Linked DNA regions of Mus musculus: regions 1, 2, 3, 4, 5 and 7 are each linked to region 6. A link is a contact called in public promoter capture Hi-C and targeted proximity ligation data. All regions are on one chromosome and are shown on one strand. The core of a region is the stretch at or near the end of the contact, and the rest is flanking DNA. Distances in the headings are between cores, read along the strand shown. Region 1 has its middle 58 kb from the start of Gm31342. Region 2 overlaps Gm2895 (a long non-coding RNA gene). Region 3 holds the start of Ndrg1 (N-myc downstream regulated gene 1). Region 4 overlaps Gm31286 (a long non-coding RNA gene). Region 5 has its middle 23 kb from the start of Gm31342. Region 6 holds the start of Zfat (zinc finger and AT hook domain containing). Region 7 holds the start of Sla (src-like adaptor).

The links. Promoter capture Hi-C pulls out the DNA fragments that hold promoters and counts their contacts.
Region 1: a contact with region 6 is called in a targeted proximity ligation map of pancreatic cancer cells. A contact is called at or near these places in 8 of 39 promoter capture datasets (3T3-L1-derived adipocytes, the C10 cell line, HPC-7-derived erythroid cells and 4 more), 16 of 484 Hi-C or Micro-C datasets (CD4 T cells, the G1E-ER4 cell line, the HPC-7 cell line and 11 more), 14 of 130 datasets of targeted methods (the NIH/3T3 cell line, T-cell acute lymphoblastic leukemia, embryonic forebrain and 9 more) and 1 of 9 other capture datasets (adipose tissue).
Region 2: a contact with region 6 is called in a promoter capture Hi-C map of neutrophils, with 4 times the contacts expected there. A contact is called at or near these places in 1 of 39 promoter capture datasets (neutrophils) and 5 of 130 datasets of targeted methods (the NIH/3T3 cell line, astrocytes, embryonic forebrain and 2 more).
Region 3: a promoter capture Hi-C map of pre-B cells shows a contact between it and region 6, with 12 times the contacts expected there. A contact is called at or near these places in 14 of 39 promoter capture datasets (3T3-L1-derived adipocytes, the C10 cell line, cranial neural crest and 9 more), 9 of 484 Hi-C or Micro-C datasets (CD4 T cells, CD8 T cells, cortical neurons and 4 more), 20 of 130 datasets of targeted methods (astrocytes, bone marrow-derived macrophages, cardiomyocytes and 12 more) and 3 of 9 other capture datasets (adipose tissue, embryonic stem cells and liver).
Region 4: a contact with region 6 is called in a promoter capture Hi-C map of hippocampal neurons, with 4 times the contacts expected there. A contact is called at or near these places in 6 of 39 promoter capture datasets (the C10 cell line, embryonic stem cells, hippocampal neurons and 3 more), 1 of 484 Hi-C or Micro-C datasets (pre-B cells), 9 of 130 datasets of targeted methods (embryonic stem cells, epiblast stem cells, extraembryonic endoderm stem cells and 3 more) and 4 of 9 other capture datasets (adipose tissue, embryonic stem cells, liver and 1 more).
Region 5: a promoter capture Hi-C map of liver shows a contact between it and region 6, with 2.7 times the contacts expected there. A contact is called at or near these places in 5 of 39 promoter capture datasets (the C10 cell line, hippocampal neurons, liver and 2 more) and 8 of 130 datasets of targeted methods (astrocytes, embryonic stem cells, extraembryonic endoderm stem cells and 3 more).
Region 7: a contact with region 6 is called in a promoter capture Hi-C map of 3T3-L1-derived adipocytes, with 5 times the contacts expected there. A contact is called at or near these places in 11 of 39 promoter capture datasets (the 3T3-L1 cell line, 3T3-L1-derived adipocytes, the C10 cell line and 7 more), 4 of 130 datasets of targeted methods (astrocytes, embryonic stem cells and microglia) and 2 of 9 other capture datasets (embryonic stem cells and liver).

Annotation. Positions count from the first base shown.
Region 1 is chr15:67,095,916-67,098,615 of GRCm38.p6, reverse strand. No RefSeq gene overlaps it. Among named protein-coding and RNA genes, the nearest start is that of Gm31342, 58 kb to the right of the region's middle.
Region 2 is chr15:66,990,547-66,993,264 of GRCm38.p6, reverse strand. All of the region lies in intron 2 of Gm2895 (a long non-coding RNA gene), which reads right to left. Among named protein-coding and RNA genes, the nearest start is that of Gm2895, 22 kb to the right of the region's middle.
Region 3 is chr15:66,968,173-66,970,989 of GRCm38.p6, reverse strand. Ndrg1 (N-myc downstream regulated gene 1) reads left to right here and starts at 1,349. Exons shown (of 16, transcript NM_008681.2): 1 at 1,349-1,486. Gm2895 (a long non-coding RNA gene) reads right to left here and starts at 1,342. Exons shown (of 3, transcript XR_875396.3): 1 at 1-1,342.
Region 4 is chr15:67,030,784-67,033,548 of GRCm38.p6, reverse strand. It overlaps Gm31286 (a long non-coding RNA gene), which reads right to left. Exons shown (of 4, transcript XR_384159.2): 4 at 292-1,642. Among named protein-coding and RNA genes, the nearest start is that of Gm31342, 7.4 kb to the left of the region's middle.
Region 5 is chr15:67,061,279-67,064,307 of GRCm38.p6, reverse strand. No RefSeq gene overlaps it. Among named protein-coding and RNA genes, the nearest start is that of Gm31342, 23 kb to the right of the region's middle.
Region 6 is chr15:68,257,420-68,260,442 of GRCm38.p6, reverse strand. It overlaps Zfat (zinc finger and AT hook domain containing), which reads left to right and starts at 1,587. Exons shown (of 16, transcript NM_001145888.1): 1 at 1,587-1,775. The coding sequence starts at 1,757.
Region 7 is chr15:66,830,560-66,833,576 of GRCm38.p6, reverse strand. It overlaps Sla (src-like adaptor), which reads left to right and starts at 1,748. Exons shown (of 9, transcript NM_009192.3): 1 at 1,748-2,007. The region is part of intron 43 of Tg (thyroglobulin); the gene reads right to left.

The DNA of each region.
Region 1 (2,700 bases), core at 11-2,510, 1.2 Mb after region 6:
AAAATTGTGCCAGCCATTTTCTGAGATTTTCTATGTGTCTAACATGTATTATGTTCCTCCTGAAATTCTCCCAAGAGACTGAGGTGGCAGTGGTATCTGCACCATACCTATGACTATAATGCTATATGCCTGTGGTCACCCTGTTCATAACTCCTCAGCCAAGAACAAAGACCAGAGCTGATTGTATATCTGTCAGGCCAGAGTAGGCTAATGCTGCAAAAACAAATAAGCTTCAAGTCCCACTAATGGAGAACAAGGCTAGTTTCTTTTAGGAGCAGTTTCAGGGATTTTGTGCTTTCCTTCATGTAGTGACCCAGCCAGTCATGAAAGACATTATTACCAACTTCACCTCCTTCAGCACATAGCCTTCAAGGTCACTGTACAGGAAACTGGTAATGCCTCATAAGCTCTCAAATGTCTCCAGTTAGATCTGATACCCACCACTTCCATATAGGTCCATTGACCAGCAGGAGTTTCATTGCCCAAACAACATCATAATGGGAAAATGAATGGTGGGATAAAAGTTCCAGAATCCTCGAGGGCAACCGGCCACCTCTGCCAAAATCTCTCCTTGATGTCAGAGATCCTGTCCTAGACTTAGAGCCAATTCGTGACAGCTCACCAGGTCTGCTCTGGTCAACCCTGGTTGATCAGAAGGCTTAAAAGATGCAAGCAGTAGGACGGGCTATAGAGAGGCAACCCAGGGGACAGGATGCCCAGCATCAGAGAATAGAGAATGAGGCTGCTCACCCCAGTTGCAGTTGTGTGCAAGCAAAGGCAGAGAGGGCTTGGTGGAGATGCTTGAACATCAGGGAGAATACAATGGAAAGATTGCAGATTGGCCAGAAATCCAAGCTATGCTCATTCCCAGGGACTTCAGGGTGGGTGCTTCTGTGTGCTGACTTTAGTTCCTAAAGTACACACTGGAAGGCTTGAGTACGATGTTTGTATCTCAAGGTTCCATCCAACCATGCCATTCCACTCTCAGAGGTCCTAGAAAGGCAGAGACACTGAACGTGGTTTTTCTTCTGAATGCCCAGCATCTAGCAAAGTACCAGGTACCTGGTTGGCAGGTGTATCAGAATCATGTTGGTTGCCAATAATACTAGATAGGATGGATGTTAACCTGTACTTAGAGCATAAACATTCCAGCCAGGCCTCTGGGTTCCCCTCACCTGCTTCTCACATGCCTCAGGACAGGCAGCCTCACTGACATACACATTTTACACAAATCTAGCATTCCAAGAGATGAGTCGTACTGCCCAGAGCCACACAGCTCAGCTCAGCAGCAGCGGACCTCAATGGGAACCAGGCACTCAGACTCTGAGCCTACGCTGTCTGCCCCTCTCCTGCCACGGTACCCTGGAATAGCTAAATGGTGTACACACCATCAAGATATCTGAAACTGTGTCGGCCACCTCAACACCAAACTCCCAGAGAGAAACTGGGCGGAGTGTGGTGTGAGATCGTGCAAACGGTGAGAACTGCTCTGCCCTCAAGGCCAGGGAAACTGATCTCTAAGTCTTGTTCCACACAGAGTTACCCTGGAGAGGAGCCCCTGGGCTGGTGCATCATCAGAGCACCAGGCAGGCAGGGAAGGCTGGGGCTTCCAAAGAGGTTCATTTTGCAGAAACATACCGAGTTAGGGATGCGGAGATGACTGTGTAGTCCACAGGCCAGATGCACCAAGCTGGATGCTGGGCACACCACCAGACTTCACCAGATGGTAGAGCCTTCCCAGCTGAAGGGCCCGAAGCCCTCTTGTACTTCCCATGGCTTGCCTCTGTCCTTGTTTACATCCTTCTTGAACACCTTGCAGGTCCCTCATCTCCCAACACCACATTCCTGTACCTAGACTGACCAAGGCTCCTCCTTCCTCCCACTTCCCACAAACTAGCAACACTGCTCTTGACCTTTGGAGACAAACTCTCCTCACTTAGGGCTCCATATGCTTCCACCTTCTAAGATGTGTTCTAGCATGTTTATTCTCTTCAACTCCACAGATCCTAACCACACACCTCCTTCCTTCACTGTCCCTGTTTGTCTGATTCTCCATTACAGAACAGGTGTGCCCAGAGCTCAAAGTAGAGACCTGAGAAGTCTCACTATGTCACCTCCTCCCTTTGCCTATCCAACGTCAGTCCGGCCCTTCTGCCACTAAAAGAGACATGGTTCATAACCATACTTTCCATGCCCCTATTCCCTCTGCGTGTGTTCAGGATATTTCTATCTTCCAGTCATATAAAAGCCAACCCATCATCAATCGCTTTCTCTGCTACCTGTCTTGGCACTCACCCATCTGCATGCTGTATATACAGACAGTTGGTCTAAAACACAAGCCAGTATACATCAGTCATTTGCAGCCGCATCTATCCTACATAGCATCTTCTCACTGACCAGGTCTCAGCTCACAGGCTTTTGTACACATGGGATCCAGGATGTCTCTACTTTCTTTCGTAGTTCTTGGCCAAACATTTATATGCAGAAGGCAGAAGTACTACAGGGATGGGCTTCTTCACACCCCATGCACATTTAAGATCTGGTTCCTATCATGTCCTCTAACACCCAGTGAAGAACATCAAAAACAACCTCAGATTCTTTGATATTCCTCCTCTGAAGTTTCCCCTCACTGTTAACAAAAATGACAGGAATCATTGTACTACTTAAATTAGCTCACCAAACTGTGGAAGTTTCAAATTC
Region 2 (2,718 bases), core at 80-2,579, 1.3 Mb after region 6:
ATATTTGAACCCTGTAAAAGAGTTGTTTGAACCCCAAAAGGGTCAAGATCCACAGGGTGAGGAACACTGAATTAGAAAAAGAACAGCTAAACACAGAACAATAATGAAGTAACCTGATTGTAAAAGCAGAAATCAAGAGAGGGAAACCCAATTATCTTTACTCAAAACAATAAAATAAACAACCACAAAGTAAACACAATCTAATTTTCATGAGAAAAGCAATAGAATATGAAGAGTGTTGTTGTTGTGGGTTTTTTGTTTTTTGTTTTTTTTTCTTGCTTACTTGTTTTTAAAACAGTAAATGAAAAGAACTTAGAACTTGGAGAGACATTGTTCAACGCTCAGGTCCAATACATTTGACATGTGACCACCTATAGGAATCTCTGAAGTGCTCCTAGCATTGTCCCACATCCTGGTTGTACTTGACACACCTACTGGAATGAACAAAAATTTAAAGAAATGCCTGGAGATGAGGCAGTAGTAACTGATTCTTGTGATTATTAAGTACAACCAGACTATAGGATTCAACCAGGATGTGGGACTCAGTTTATTCACTAGGCACAGTTAAAAAGAAAAATGGATGGCGGAGGACATGGAATTTAGAAAAATATGTGGTTAACACACTTGCTCTGTATTTCCAGCAATTTCAATTGTCTAGACTATTTGGACTCTGGCTTGAGGAACAAACGGAATGAAAATATATAAATATTCATATGACAACTAGAGAAATGTTGATATTGACTAATTATCTGATATAATAAATACACCTATGCATTCAATGTGATTGTAGTTGTGTTCGAAAGGAAGACTTGTCAAGATGTGCCAGATGATGTCTGTAGGTCAGTCTAAGCTGGTGCACTAGATAGCCTCGGGAATTCAGTTACTTCTGACTCCATGGCTTTCTCTGTGGGTTCTGATGAACAAACTCAGGTCCTCACATTTTCAAGGCAAGTACTCAACTTGACCAAGTGAGCCACCTCCTCACCCAGGATACCTAACTTTTAATGATTAATACTGAAATGTCTACAGACTAAATAATGGAATAAACAAGGTTTGCTTTCAAAGTAATCTAGGTTTGGGAAAGATGGTTGGAAATAGACTAAGAATAAAGGTAACTGGGAGGGGTATAGTTCAGTGGCAGAATACTTATCTAGCATATGTAAGGCTTTGGTTTGATGGAGGTGGGGGATATACAGGACAGTGGGTTTAGAGATGCAGCAGGGGTAGAGAAGAGGTCTCAAACTCTTGTGGCAGACACTCCAGAGTGAGTTTCAGTTTGCTGAGGCATGAAAAACTCTGAGGTCTCCACTGCACTGGCAGTTCCTTACTGGTTCTTACTGGGTAGTTGTAAGCAACCACTTCTCTCATACAGGTTACACCACTTCCCTTTTGCTCCCCAACACTTCCAGCAACTTTGAAGTCAATTCCTGCTTTCCATTTCCTCAGAATGCAAGCCCTAACAGGATTTCTTTTTACAGAACTGACTGATAGAACAGATAAATTATATGACAGCACATCAGGATAGCAGCGATGAGATGCTAACGTGTTTAGGAATAAATTGTATAGGAAATAAAGCTTGCTATGGAGGAAACTGTAAGACATTGCCAAATGACGCAATGGTAGACACGAACCAATAACAACATGAAACCTGACCGTGACCAGGTCACACATCATCAAATTTTGTGAAGGTTGTGTTCTAAATTTCGTGTCACCTCGACAAAAACTCCAAACTTTTGTTTTTGATTTAGAAGCAACAAGGTCATTTACATACTAAACTATAGGAAGGGCAGAGGAATACTAGCCTAGCATGCTGGAAAACCTGAGTGGGATCCCCTTCACTACAAAAAGCCACGCACATGGCCCATACCTGCAATGCTTGCACATTAGACTTGAAGACAGGAGGGTCTGAAGTTCAGGTCATTCTTATCTACATAGTGAATTCAAGGCTTCTAAAATCTAAAGAAAGAATAATGGCAGGCATTTGAGTATGTCGTGAAATTTGATGGTCAGAAATCATGCAACATAATAAAATAAAAAGTGCAAATAGAACTAAGAACATTCTTTAGTGTAAAAATAAAGGTAGCCATTTAGGCCATCAGGGAAAAGACAAAGACAGAAAAGAGGATGGGGAAAGGCTGGAATACTGGCTCAGTTATTAAGAGCACCGGTTGCCCTTGCAGAGGACCTGGGTTTGCTTCCCAACACCCATGTGGCAGCTCACAACCATTTGTCTGTCAGTCCAGTTCCATAGGGTGTCACACATTCTTCTGGGGCACAGATGCACCAGCAGCAAACACTCATAAACATAACGTAAAGATAAGTGAATCTTAGGAAAAAGATAACGAAGGGGGGATGGTAACAGGCCAGCTATGTACAAGTAGATAACGCAAAGGAAACAGGCAGCGTGAAATCCTGCTGACGGAGGTACTTGTCTATTTCCTATGGTACACCTGAGACAGGCTAACTTCTTACAGGCAAAAGGATGGGTGTGTGAAGTCACATGGCAGAAGGGGGAGCATATGCAAGAAGGAAAGGCCAGTTCTTGAAGCAGCAGAGCATTCTGTTCACGTAGCACATCCCCAGTGACCTAAGGACCTCCTGGGAGGCTCCATTCACATTGCTATAAAATGAGCTTTTGAGAGGAAATGTGTAAATCATTTTCTAAACCCAGCCCCTTCCAATCCAATACTCATAAAACATTCACTTGATAAATTTTTC
Region 3 (2,817 bases), core at 100-2,599, 1.3 Mb after region 6:
GGCTCCATTTTGCTATGTCCCCCAAAGAAAGAGCTTTCCTTTTTTCTTCTTACTTCCTTCTTCTCCAGCTCCTTAGCACAGAGCAGGCTCTTAAAGCGGCTCCCTAGATATCCATAGACCAAGAGAATGAGGGTCAGGTTATCTAGAGGAGGGGGGAGGGGAAGGCCACTTGAGTCATAAGGGTTGAGCAGGTGGCGTTGAAACAATGACTGGACTGGGCCTTAGGTGTGACTCAATCTCTCTATAACATGATGTTTTCTTGGTGCTGGGTGCTGAGATTCTCAACGTGGTTTCACATCTGAGCCAATCCGGGCAATGTTTATTTATTTAGTGGGGATGGGGAGCGAGGGGTCTGAGGAAAATGTATGGCACTGTGTTCTTCCTTTCCACTTTGTGGTTTCCGGGCATGGAATTTAGGTCCCCAGGGTTTTGCAGGCCACATGTCTTTACCAGGTGTGCCATCTTGCTGCACCCTTTGAGGAGTTTTTTTTCAAAGCCCCAGTGTTGGGGCACACTCTCAGATTCTAACTAAGCTGCTCTGGGGTGTAACCAGGGTATCCACCTGCTTAAGAAAAGCTCCCTGGAGAGGCTCAGGTGTAGGTCAGGGCGAGAACCCGGTAACAGGCAAGCAGGCCAAGGTTTTAGAACATCACGACAGAAGGAAGATCCATGATTGGAAAGCAAATTCTATGCACGTTCTGGGGACCACAAACTGCAGTCCGTAGAGTGCTTACAGCTGACACAGCGGGCTGGAGCAGCGGGGAAACAGCAGCTCAGAGTAGGAAGGGAGTTGTGGGGCGCCAAGATCAGCAAGAATAAAGGGAGCTAAGCAATGTGAAAGGAGCCTGGAGATAAAGTCTGCCGTCTAGGCTGTAAATGGGGCTCGGGAGTGACTGCGTGGAGACCCGGAGGAAGTGGGGGGTGCCGCCCAGAAGGGCGTGGCGCGGGCAGAGGCTTAGGAAACTCAAAGGCTATAGGGGGGCAAGCGGTCGCGCAGAGAGACACAAGGGAGTCCTTATGCACACGCGCACGAGCGCGCACGGGCACACCACGCTACCACTCGGTGGGCACACGTTCGCTGCACACGCCGCGGTCCCGAGAGCGGATCACAGGGAGGAGCGGCAGGCAGGGCCGGGCAGTCTCTCCAGTCGCGCCCCTGCAAAGGCTTGCGCAACAGGCGGCGGCTCCAGCCCGCCCCGCCCAGCCCAGGCAGGGTGCAGCACGAGGCGGGCCGGAGAAAGGGGTGTGTCCCCGTCTCCTGCTGCGCTGGGAGCAGAGGGTCTGGGAGGGGCGAGGCCCTGGGGGCGGGGCCCCGGCGCCTATAAAATCGCCCTACGCACGCACGGACATAAACAAACCTTGCCAGGCTACCCTCTCGCGTTGCAGGCAGATTGCTCACCCATCTTCGTCTCCCTCTTCACCTCCCGCGGGGCGCTGCACCTCCAACCTTGTGGTTGGCTCCTTTCCGTGCTTGCTTGCTCATTAGGTAAGCCCTCCGGACGCCTTCTTCCTCCGGAGCAAGACAAGGACCCCCAGCAAAGCTTGCTTTCGGGGTGCTACTGGACACCCCGCCCGTCTTTTGTGGCCCTTGCGAAGACCACAACTGGTGGTCTTCGGTGGAACCGGCGCCGGAGGGATAGCTGGCATCACTGGAGCGGGTTTCGATTACTATAAGGCACAAAAAGACGTGTTGGGTCTCGCTTTCTCTCTAATTGGGGAAGTGGGATTAAGGGGTCGAAGTTGGGGCGGAGAGCCTGGGAATACCTGGGTCGCACTTCCTGGCGTCAACCCTGAGCCACAGCTGACTTCTCTGTCCACTGGGCTCAAGGGGACACTTTGTGTGTGCTCTCGCGTGTGAAGGGGTGTGGATGGGTGATGGGGTGACTAGGAAAAGAGCGACTGTAGCGCGTGTATCCAGGGGATGAGTAAGGGTGAGCAGACTTGGCGGGGAGTGTGGAGAAGGGGGCGAGGGTGTGTCTACTCTGGAGCCTGGTCCCGAACCAGTGTGATCTGAGTCCAGGTTCCCATCCAGTCCAGAGCCCAGTGCTCTCTCCAAGCTGTGCGTGTGAGAGAACGTGTGTGTGCTGGGGGAGAGTCCGGGGTGTGTCCCGGCGCGTGCTGCACGCGCCACTGCGAGTGTCGGCGGCGAGAGGAGCCCAGGCAAGGGTGCGGCCCTCTAGGTAGTACCGGGTTGGCTCTGTAACTGCGCGGGAGTGGTGGTTTGTGCCTCCAGGGTCGCGCGGGCATCTGGCAGCCCCAGAGTTGGCTGGAGCTCTGAGTGTCGTCATTTTCGCCTCCGCCTCCCCCCGCCCCACCTCCCTTTCTTTCTCCCAGGCGGTCCTCCCTGCTGTTTTAGCCCGGAGAGCAGCTGGAACCGCTCGTCCGTTCCCGGGAGACCGGTCGCGGTCTCTGATTCAGCCTGTAGGGTAGATTCGGGAGGGGCGTGAGGAATGCTGCAGGCTCTGGGGAAACATGCTGTCACCACCGCCTCTGTCAAATTAGTAGCTGAAGCTAAGATTTGTGGATGGCTTCCTTACTCTGCCACCTTCCGTCTTCCCTTGTCTGTCGCCTTTGCTGGCAGTCATCACGGATCCCCATGCACTGTCCCTTGGGCTTTAATGTGGGAGGACAGGTCGGGGAGGGAAGTCCAGTGGTCCGTGTCCTAGAACAGCCTTCAGCTCTCCCTCACAGACTTCCTGGGCAGGTCAGCTTATTTGAGTCCTTGAAACTCCTGAAGAAGATGGGAAATTCAGGACAGCCAATGTTCCCCCCCCCCTTACCCCCTTCAGTGATCTCCTACACCACCTAAAGTGAACG
Region 4 (2,765 bases), core at 4-2,503, 1.2 Mb after region 6:
TGTGCCTGCTGTTCCCTTTCCTTGTGTCTTAGTTAGGGTTTTACTGTGGTGAACAGACACCATGACCAAGGCAAGTCTTATAAAAAACAACATTTAATTGGGGCTGGCTTACAAGTCCAGAGGTTCAGTCCATTATCATCAAGGTGGAAGCATGGCAGTATCCAGGCAGGCATGGTGCAGGCAGCGCTGAGAGTTCTATGTCTTCATACAAAGGCTGCTAGTGGAAGACTGACTTCCAGGCAACTGGGGTGAGAGTCTTAAGCCCACACCCACAGTGACACACCTATTCCAACCAGGTCACACCTATTCCATCAAGGCCACACCTCCAGAAGGTGCCACTCCCTGGTCCAAGAATATTACAAACCATTCACACCTTGTTTATCTGATGTGCTTCTACCCCACACCCAGACCCCTTCAGCACTTCTTTCTGGGAGTTTGCCAGTTAAATCCCACTGCTCTTGTGGTCTAAAACCTCCAAGGATGCTTTAGGATGTTGCACCCATGTGATTCTCACAGCTGGAAGAAAGTGCCTTTTCCTCTTTATGGCTGTTTAAATGAGAAATGCAGCCAATATAGCTTCAGACATTTGAACACTTAGTCCCCAGTTAGGGGTGCTCTTTGGGGGGGTGTTTAGGTGGTACAGTCTGGAGATAGCATGCACCTGGAAGTGGGCTTTGAGATGAAAAGCCTTATATCATTCCCAGTTTATTCTCTCAGTTTCCTATTTGGAACTGAAGATGTGAACTCTCAGCCTAGAGTTGCTGCTGCCACCTCTGCCTCTTGTTGCTCGGAGTCCTCTCCACCCTCATGAACACATCTCCCTCTAGAACTGGAAGCCAAAATAAGCTCTCTTTTTACATTGCTTTTGCTCATAACGTCTTATGACAGCAACAGAAAATGGAACGAATCCATTGCCCCTCACATCAGAGCTGCCTCCAGACTCCTTTTACCAGGAAAGAAGGATGCATAATAAGACTGAGCAGGGTCCATACCTGCCTTTGGGAGCTTCCTTCCCATCTGTGGCAACCACCCTATGAAAAGTCTGGTACAGTCCAACCCCAGCAAGTTCACAGAGAGCAGGAACGCCCACCCAGCCGAGCTCACCCTGGGCCTATGAGGTTGTAACGTAACAAACCAATGCTGCTCTGAACAGTTGCACTGGGGGTGGTGGGAAGTACCCGAAGCATCCCTTTAATGTGACGCACACAGTCTCCTCCCTTGCTCTCTTCGTTCTCCGTCATGCTGGTGTCCAGTGAGCAAGCACGTTACTTCCTTGTTCACTCACCACATAGCCTGGTTGCAACTTAAAATGTGGCGGACTCCACAAGGATGAAGATTTATTCTACTTCATTGCTGCTTTGAGTACCCGAGCTAGAGCCTGGCTCATAACTGATGCTCCATAAGTCTGTCCTGCTGGAGCATCCAGTGACTGCAGCATTGTATAGGGAAATCTGTCCTCTTTGCATTATTATCCATATGCATGTAAGCAAGCTCTGCAGTGGCATCTGCTCTGTGTAATGGCCCTGTGCCATATGAGTACTTGGGTACCAAGGGAGCCAGCTATTGTCCCCACATGCTTATGTGGGCACACACTCATAAAAGATGATCCATTCAGGCAAATGTGCAGGCCGTCCTCCTTGTCCTATGAGAGAGAGCAGGGTGGTCTGAGGATTTACATGTAGGCATGCTGTTTTAGCGAGAGAAGTTGCCTATGCCTGGACATTAGGCCTCAGCAACCATCTTCATTGGACAGTTTCCTTTTCATTCTCCTCCAGCCTCCCCATTGCTGTGAGTTAGGCCCAAAGGGGAGTACCTTGATGCTACAGCCAAAGTTAGAGATCACATCACATGTAGCTACCTAGGACCTCTGCTGGTGACTCTAACTGTGTGTGTGGGGGGGTGGGGGGGTGTTGGCTTGGACCCCAGAATCTGAATTTCCATCAAGCATTGTAAAAGTTTCTTTGGAGGGAGCACCTCCCCAAGAATGTTGATTATTATCATGTTAGGTTCCAGTACATATGCACCATTACAGCAACCTAGAAGCAGTCTGTCCACACTAGAACTTCTCTCTCTCATGTCCTGGAAGCCAGAAGTCTGAAAATCAATCTCATTGAGCTAAGATCAAGCCATCCACAGGGCAGAATACACCCACTGCCTCTTACATATAAGATGGCATTTGATGTGACAAGCCACATCACTGTGTCAGCCTCTGTGGTCACACTACCTTCCTTCCTTGCTTTTCCTCACCACCACCCCTCATTCTTCTTTTCTGTTTGTGTATATGGCAGATATGCATGTGTATATGATGATATGTGTGAGAAAGACTGCGGGCATGTGCCATGTTATGGTTTTGGAGACCAGAGAACATCTTCCTCTTTTTTTTTTTTTTTTAAATTTAGCTCAAGTTATCAGGTTTGCACAACATGTGCTTTTATTCACTGAAATATCTTCCCTACCCTTGTGATTTCTCATCTGCACCAAATCTCTTCCTGACTTAGGAAGATACTCAGAGTTACCATCAGGGGCTCCTGGTTCACCTAGGACCCAAGGTTTAAAGCTTGATCACATCTGCACAGAACCCTTTGTACAGCATCAGGGATTTCTACTTGGATATCACTGGCAGGCTATTCGGTGGCCTAAACGTGGTTGCTTTCTCAATTCCTCAGTAAGAGCAGTGGCCCAGAGAGGCTGAGGTGGTGCCCCAAACCATACAACTATTCAGATGGCCAGCTTAGATTCACTTTATCTTACGCTTCCACAGAACT
Region 5 (3,029 bases), core at 393-2,892, 1.2 Mb after region 6:
TTTAGAATACTTCAGAAAATAGGGGAGACTAAACTTGAAGTTAAGATTACATCCCTGGGCTGGGAAGATGACTAAGTCTTTGCTTGCTGTGCAGCCACAAAGAGCTGCGATTGATCCCCAATACTTGTCAACTCGAGGCATGGCAGTGTACACCTGTTACCCTAGCACTAGTGAAGTGGAGATAACAGGATCCTGGGACGTTCTGACCAAGCAGTTTAGCTGAATTCAGATCTCTGGATTCTCTCCCAAAAGTAAGATGGGAGATTCTCTCCCAAAAGGTAAGGTAGAAAGCAATTGAAGAAGGCAGATGATGATAACTTCTCGGCTCCACAGATGTATACTACACACACACACACACACACACACACACACACACACACACACAAACTCCTATACACACACTGTATATGCACACACATGCACATGGACACTACACATATATGCATATTACACATGTGCACATACAGACACACACACACCACACACCCTTGCTCTGAGCTTGTGTCCATCCTTCTCAGTTCAGTTGTGGCATTATTCAGTTCCAAATTTCCATTTGTTTCTTCCCTGTATATTCTATCTTGTTATAAAATGGCTTTCTTGAAAGGGTCTCTATTGTTTTGTTTGCAATTGCTTGTCGAAAAAAAATTTTTTTTTTTTTTTTTTTTTTTGGTTTTCAAGACAGGGCTTCTCTGTTTAGTCCTGGCTGTCCTGTACCTCACTTTGTAGATGAGACTGGCCTTGAACTCAAAAATCTGCCTGTCTCTGCCTCCCAAGTGCTAGGATCAAAGGTGTGCGCCACCACCGCTCTGTCTTTGTGTGTGCGTGTTCATGTGTGGGAGTAAAGAGGCATTATGTGCCACATAGCATGAATGTCACGACAGAGAGATCGGAGAAAATCTTGGGTGTTAGTCCTTGCCTTCTATCTTGTTTGAGACAGGATTTTATTGTTGTTGTTGTTGTTGCTGCTACTGCGGCTGCTGCTGCTGTTGTTGCGCAATGTTGTGTACACTGGCTTATCTGACTCACAAGCTTGCTAGAATTCTCCTATCTCTATCTCTCATCTTGATAATGGGATGATGGAATAAGACACGTGGTACCAAAGCCCAACTTTACACGAATCCCAGGGATCTGAACACAGATCCCCACTCTAACATAGTGAGCGCTTTATCCACCGAGCTATCTCCAAAGCCCTGTTAAAGCATTTTTTTTTTCTTTCTGGCATTGCTGTTTTGTGCAACCTGTGCCAGAACAATCTGGTGCCTCTGCTGCTGGCAACAGCATGTGTTGATTATCTGTTATTGATTAGTGTGAAAGCTTCCTGGATGTTGATGAGTGGCTAAGGAAGAAAAAAAAAAAAAAAAAAACCCTGAGCATTTTCATACTGTTAGACTCTTGATGACATTTAAAACTTCTGGGTTGATTGACATTTCCTGCTTTTCATTTAGTGAGGGATGGAAATATCTCATTAATGCTTGATAGGGGTTGGAATTCAGATTGGACCCATGGCCTCCAGCACAGAGATACCATGGGTCTCCCTCTTGTTTATAAACTTTTCCACCTCATCACACTCCCTGGGAGAGAGGACAATGGTTTTTCCAGTTTGGAACTGGAAACTAGGGTCAGGAGAGCTGTGCTACCTGCTCAAGCGTGAAGCACTGATGTCACATGACGGGGCTAGAACTGTGTCAGTGTGACTCAGGGTGTGGACTCTGAACCGTTTTTGTTTTTTGGGTTTTTTTTTTTTTTGCTCTGCAGCTTCTTCCTGGCAGTCATTACCATACTTCTTCTACCTCTGAGTCCCATGACCTAGGTGCTCAGTGGGAGTAATAGGCTACATTTCACGTCACTGGGGATGCAGACAGTGAGTCTGAGCAGCTCATACTCTTGTGGCAAAAGAGATAGTCCTAGCCACCATTCAGAGTCAGGACCAGATGTGAATGTATGCTCGCTCAGTGTACCTGGTCCTGAACAAGTCATTCTATCCCGCTTAGCCTCAGTTTACCTATCCAAAAGCTGAAGTTACTAAAACATCTGAGTATTAGTAAGATAATATATACTGACCCTTGGTGGGGAGGGGTACCCTATACCCTCAGCATATCTTTTTCCATATCTGTTGGCATAAAGCTATGTTAAGTTTGAGGACAAAGAGGTCACTGAGAGATAGAGAAATGATGGCTCACCAGAGAGCTGGGTCACAGTGTAGCCAGAGGAAGTTTGGGGTTAGAGCAGAGAAAGGTGTGGCCAGTGGCCATAGAATGGACACAGATACCATAGACAAAATAGGGGCAGGGAAAGTCTTGGGGTGTTCTTCTAGCTCTTTGGATATCACAGTACCCACACTCCCCAGTACTGTTTCTAAATTCAGTATAAAAGACTTTGAAGTCTTGAGGGGAGACTCTTATAGGAATGGAAGGGATTTGGGCTCACCATTCTGGGACACAGAGGGAGCTACAGTTCTGACAATGGCAGCTTTGCATTTCCTGAACTCACAAAATGCTGTGATTATACCTAGGTAAGTATTGGGCTTGATGTCATTGCAAGATAAAGATTGCTATTGGGACTGGCTGTGTAGGCTACCAAGACAGAGGTAGACTCCATGAACAACTTGAGTAGCCACTTCACAGCTGGCCAATGTTCATAACAGGACAGCGAAGACTGTTGACTCAAGGCAGCAGCTTCTATGGAATATTCCAAAACCTATATCTTTATATGTGGTTAAGATTTGTGATTGGACAAATGACCGTCATGACTTGCATCTATGGAAGACAAATAATTGGGAAGATTAAACAGGGACTATGCATACTTAAAGCCATCTGGGGGTTGAAGAGACTGTTCAGTCACTAAGAGTGAGTACTGCTTTTATAGAGGACTGGAATTCAGTTCCCAAGCACTTATGTCAGGTGGCTCACAGCCATCTGTATCTCCAATTCCAGGGAGATCTCACACATCTGGATTACACAGACACATTACACTCACACATGTGCACTCATACATCATTTAAAATATAATAAATTAAAAAATTAAACATG
Region 6 (3,023 bases), core at 338-2,837:
CTGCTAATCAATCAATAGTATTTCAGTGCTGCTTTTTAAGAAAGGCAGCCCAGCACAAAACCAGTATTGTCAGCAACCAGCACAACTCACATGTCCTGACAGAAAATTAGTGTAAATATTTGGAGTTCTAAAAAGGAAATCACATCAATGCAGCATTCTGGTTAGTTCATTTTCAAATGAAAGATGTTACTGTTCCCCTGCCACGCAGCCCTCCCTGAGGCAGAAGTTAGTGGAGGTGAAGCAACAACTTCCTGATTCTCCTCACATTGTGTCTACCGGCATCTGGTGGGTTGTGGAAAGGTGGGGCCACACACTTCATGGACTGTCTATGTGATCTCAAAAAAGCTACACAACCTTCCTGAACACCTGTCCTTTGCTCACCTGCCCACTGAAATAAAGATGTTTTTAAATATGTACTAAACAGAAGAATGAAGAATTAGACCAGTCATCTTAAGGTTCACTGCCCAAAGGCACGTCAACGTTTCTGGTTTTTGTTTTTAAAAAAGTGAACAAAATGAATGAGCTCATTCAGTCGTTCAGTAGCATTACTATGAAATCTGTGATGGGTAGGCAAAGACTAAAAGACCCAGGGGCCTTTGTGACAGGACCCTCTCTCCGCTCGGCAAACTCAGTCCATGGCAGAAAGGGGTAGCAAACAGTTATGCGCAACTGAATGTGAAGAAGTAATAAACACATGACCTCGACCTGTGGGGGTAAGAGAGAGGAACCTAGAGCTGTCTGAGGAGCACTCCAAGCTAAACACTACAGAAGGACTATACTCAGCATTTCACCAGCACTGTAAAAACAAACCAGGGCTGCCCAGACGCCGGTCATTTCCGTCCTGCTTCTTTTAACATTTTTCTCTTGTTTCTGTATGTGTGGAGTACTTTTTTACAATGGCTAATTTAAAAACCTTTCTAAAAGATAGCTTTACCAGCACAAGTACGACTGTTATTATTATATATATACTTAATTGGCCAACTCTAAAACTCATTCCCAGTTTCGAATGCTAAAAAGCTGACCAAGATAGGTAGGGATAAGGGACTTCGATGTCGGTAGAAATATATTCTATCAAAGTTACGTGGAACAGACGCTTCCTGCAGCGTGCGGAGGGGGCTCTAAGCTCCTAACATAAAAAACGGAAAGGTGGTCACTGAGCTTCCAAAAAAAAAAAAAAAAAAAAAAAAAAAAAAGATGTGCGAGGCACTGTCACTTCCAACCCGGCTCGTCCCGGACCCTGGGAGAGCCTGCCTGGGCCAACTACACCTAGTCAACCCGACCGGCAACTTGGGAAACTGAGCCCCGGAAAAGCTAGTATGCAAAGGGGCGCACTAGCCTGCCCACTCGCAGCCGTCCCCGCACGGAAGAGGATTCAGGACATTCCGGGTCCTGACTCCCACGTCCCAGGATCACAGCGTCCCGCCCCGGGCGTGGCCCAAAACAGCGCGCAGAACGCCGGGACGAGAGGCCGGCACCTAGGGTAGCCGCGAGCATGCGCACTGTGCCTTGCGTGCCGAGGGCGGTTCCCCGCGACCGACGTCGCTACGTAGGCGTCGGATCCCCGGGGAGAGGAGGGCGAAGACTCCATCCGCCATGTTGGATGCCGCAGATTCGCCATAACCTCTCCGGCTCTTTCCCTAAAAAAATCAAAATAAAGAGCGAAGTTTCCTCAGGGTGTCCGACTTTCTCGCTCAGCCCGGGAGGGAGCCGGGAAGAGCCCGAGGCTTTTTTTTTCCTCCGCCGTGGGGGCGTTGCCATGGAGACGCGGACGGCAGGTGAGCGGGGATGGGGGTTGGGGCGCGGCGGGGTGGGGGTGGGGCGCGGCGCCGCGCGGGAAACCGCTCGTGGTGTGCAGTGGGGAGGCCGCGCGCAGACTCGGGCCGGCGGAGGGATCCACGGGCGGGCGGAGCGCCGACGTCGCAGCGTTCTGCGGCCCACGTTTGGAAGCTGGCTTGATCCTGCCGCAGGAAAGAAAAAAAAGGGAGGCGGTGGAGAGCAAGCGAGGGGAGCGCCCTGCGCGCCTGGGGAGCAGTTTCCAGGGCTGTGGGCGGTGCCAGGGCGCCCGCCAGCGGCCATCCGCGGGCGTCTGGCTGCATAGGTGTTCGAGTCCCGTTGCCTGCCGCTGTTTGTGTGAGCTTTGAGTTGGCTTCTTGCTTAGTCAACAGTTTCGTAAAGTAGATGACTTCCCCTTCCCAGTGATCAACCCCGTGTTCTTAGCCAGGACGTGCTTCAAGTCCAGCCTTCTCTAGTGACCTTCAGAGGGAGCGGCCAATGAGAGAGATGGGCTTTATCACGGGTGACCCTGTCCCATGCAAGTAGTCATTTGCCTTCTGTCTTTGGCCCAGTGCTGTAGGGCATTGTCCTCGTGCGCTTGAACGAAGTGGCTCCAGGCCACTTCCTCCAGGCAGCCCTCAGACTGTCTAGCCAGAAGCTGCTTTAGCTGGTCTCATTGGAAGGGTAGACTTTTCACTTAACCCCTGGTGACTCCCCTTAACCTTAAGCTTGTGACCTCTAGCCTGTGATTGACACCAATTTAGACTCTTGGACCCTGACTTCCGAGGGTCGCTGCCAGTGTCTCCTGGTTGTTCTTAGTTGGTCATTCACTGAAGAAGAGAAAAGTTGAGAGCCCAGATTCCTGACAGTGGAGCTTTAAAGAGATCGGACTTCTGGCTTGGAAAACAATGTGAACCATATGTTTGCTTGGCCTTTGTCACTGTCCCCTGGAATTCAGACAGGCTCTTAGTAGGGGTGACCTTCTATTGAATGACTGAGTGAAGGAGCTGCTGATCATTTGTACACGTCACTGTGGTTTCCTGCTGGAGCCTGGGTCCATCCATACAGGGGACAGAAAACTCACGTTCCTGGGGCTTACCTCCACTACTCTCCACCTTTAGCTTTGGAACCTATCACTTGATCTGTGAAATTAGTGTTGGTGCTACAGAGTGGCTATAGGTCAAAGGGACACACAACAAGCCCCAAACAGGTTATCTTTCTGTTTTCCAGCCATGACAAGTGAAGAAGGC
Region 7 (3,017 bases), core at 499-2,998, 1.4 Mb after region 6:
CAAGCACTGTGACTGAGGGCTGATACTATGCAGTTTCACTTCCAGCAGCATTGCCACTTGCCCTGCACTTCTTTTGGGGAAGCCCTTTTTCTGGGCCTTTGTGGCATGAAAATTTTCTGGGTTTCTCTTGAACTCACAGCTCAGAGCCCCATATACCAATCAAGCTGTACCAAGATCAGATGATCTCTCAAGTTCTCCCTGAAAGGACAAGGAGCTCCTTGCATGTCCATGGCAGCATAGTCTGGCCTCTTCCTTCCTTATTACCCAACCCCCATCGAGGTCTTGATTGGCTTGTGTTTTTATTTTGCAAGGGGTGTGTTAATACAAGCATTCACTGCATTGATATACACAGGAATCTCCCAGCCAGCGCCTCTCTCTCTCTCTGTCTCTCTCTCTCTGTCTCTCTCTCTCTGTTTCTGTCTCTCCTCCTCCTCCTCCCCCTCCTTCTTCCTCTGCACCCTCTACTACTCTCCAGGTTCCCAGGACATATTCTTCCTCATCTGCCAGACATTCCATTCCTATTCTGGCCTCTATATCTCCTCCTTATTCTTAGATGTCCATACTCTATGGTTGTCTCTTCTTCCCATGCAGGTCTCAACCCAAAAGATCCCTCTGCTAGGCTGTCATTGTCCACTCCTAAGGTATGTCTCACTTTCTCCTGCTTCCTTTTTAGCCCTCTGGCTCTGCTTTCCTTAGCTTGCTTCTCAAGACCCGCAGTGCTTAGTGCATTTGCTTACGCATCATTGCTATCCGAGTGAGCTCTATCTGGGTCCTCAGAACTTTCTCCCAAAGCCAAAAAGACCTCAGCAATGGGGTAGTTAATAAACCCCTGAGGGTGCATACATGAGTCACACATGAACCACTATTCATTAATTACTACAGAGATACAAGACCATGGCCAACCTTCTATCACATGAGGCAGAATTAGAGTCAAGTGTGTAACAAAATATTCTGCTATTGTTTTCTTTTAAAAATTGCAAGAGAAAATATGATTGTGATGCTGTGATGACAATATACTAGTGATTCTAGCCTGACTGGCACTCTGTGTCATCACTCAAAAAATACTTTCTTAATATGTTGAGGGTAGTGAGTCCACCTGTCTTAGCTCTAGGGAGAGCCTCTGAAGCACTAGATGAGGAAACATGGGATGTTGGGCTCTGAGGCTCTGGGTCTCAGTGAGGATGGGGAGGGTCACAGAATGTTAGGTAGGGCATCCTAGAGCTGGAGCCCCACAGAGTCCCTCCCTGGTGGGAGCAGTCTCCATTCTTAGATGTGTGGAAGGTAGACAGGGCTCACTGTGCTATCTAGAAGCTATGGTATCCTCAGCTCTGACTGGCTAAGCAACTTGTCTTGATCACATGGTCAAAACCAGGGATCAGCATGAGAATTTGGGGTAGTGGCACCCCTTTCTAAGAAATCTCTCTCTCTCTCTCTCTCTCTCTCTCTCTCTCTCTCTCTCTCTCTCTCTCTCTCTCTCTCCATCTCTTCATCTCTCTGTCACACACACACACACACACACACACACACACACACTAAGGATTCCTGCATCCGCCTCTTACTGTGAGCAGCTAGCAAGGATTTGATGCTGCTGCACCAGGGCTCATGCCAGCGACTTGGCTGCCAGGTGCAGCTTTCCAACTCTCAGACACCCCCCCCCCAGGCCCCCAATGCACCTGTTCTTGAATGAGGCCAACTCCTAGCCAAGCCCAGGGCACAAGAAAGCTACACTAAGCTTTGGGATTTTCTTGTCTTATTCAGAGATGCTTGGAGTGGAAGCAGAACTGTGAATCTTGGAACAAAACTGCTTTTGATAATGCAAATTTAGTCCTGGTTAATGCAGACAGACTGTCAACTTCAGCAGTCAGGAGAAGGGAGGGGGCTAACTCCTCATCTCAGAGACCAGTGAAGAATTTCAATAGAATGCTTCGACTTCCGAAATAAGATCATTCTAAGCAAGCGGAGGCTTTCTACCTTCCCAGGAATCCATGTGACCCCCATGCTCTGCAGGTATGTCTCTGGGTGTCATGAGGACTCTTTGGGTGGACCATGGTGGCCTGGGTGGCAGGGGTGAGAGTCTCCAGGATTTGATGAAGTCCTTCTTACCCACCCTTTTTCATCTAAGGTAATTTGATGGTCTCTGCTGAGGGGATGGCTGGTCCTGAGGTCTAAACAAGGGCTAGGAGGCACCTATTCCTTCCCTGGATGGTGTGTATTTGTGGGCTGGCCTCCAGTTGCCATTTCCACAGCTGCTATGAGGAAGAAATGTGTGTGTCTGTTTCAGTGTCTATGTGCACTTATGCTGTGATTTGGAAAACTGTCCTGAGGTCAGATGATTCAGTGGCTATAAGTTCATTGTATTTCTTCTTGGTACCAGGGCCATTAACTATATTACTAATGAGTTAAGTATAAAAATATCTATCATTTATTCAGGTCCAACTCTTTTCTTGACAGTGGAGTATGTTTATGGTCTCTGGGCATATTTAGCAGGATCTCTGAAAGTTCTCCCGATTTGCAGATAGAGAAACTAAGTCTCAGGTTCTGGGAAATGCAAAGGCTTTGGACTACAGTCAGAAGACACCGAGGGCTTTCCTGGTTTTCTAACAGAAGGCCATGGGAGGAGATCTGTTCTATTCCCACTCACTTGTCACCCAGCTGCAGTGCCACTGCGGGTACTGATCCCCATCCTACCTCTTGTCTTCAGGCTGTGATGCTCGCCTCTCCACATAGCATGCATATATCCATTCCCGTATGCTTGGCTTGTTGATTATCTGTTTTGATCTGGCCATTACCTCTTAGAGGGCAGAAATTCAATTGGTAGACATGTCCACCATAGCCAGCCCTACACCTGGAACACCATAAGTGACTGATCCACTGTCATTAGCAAGTAGGTGCTATTATATACTCGTGCTGCTGTGTGTCCTGCTCAGCTAGACATGGTGATTCCCTGGGTTTAGGGTCTCAGAAATAACCCCAAATAAAATAAGACCTGTGAAGCTTAAGGAGAGAGAACAGCACAT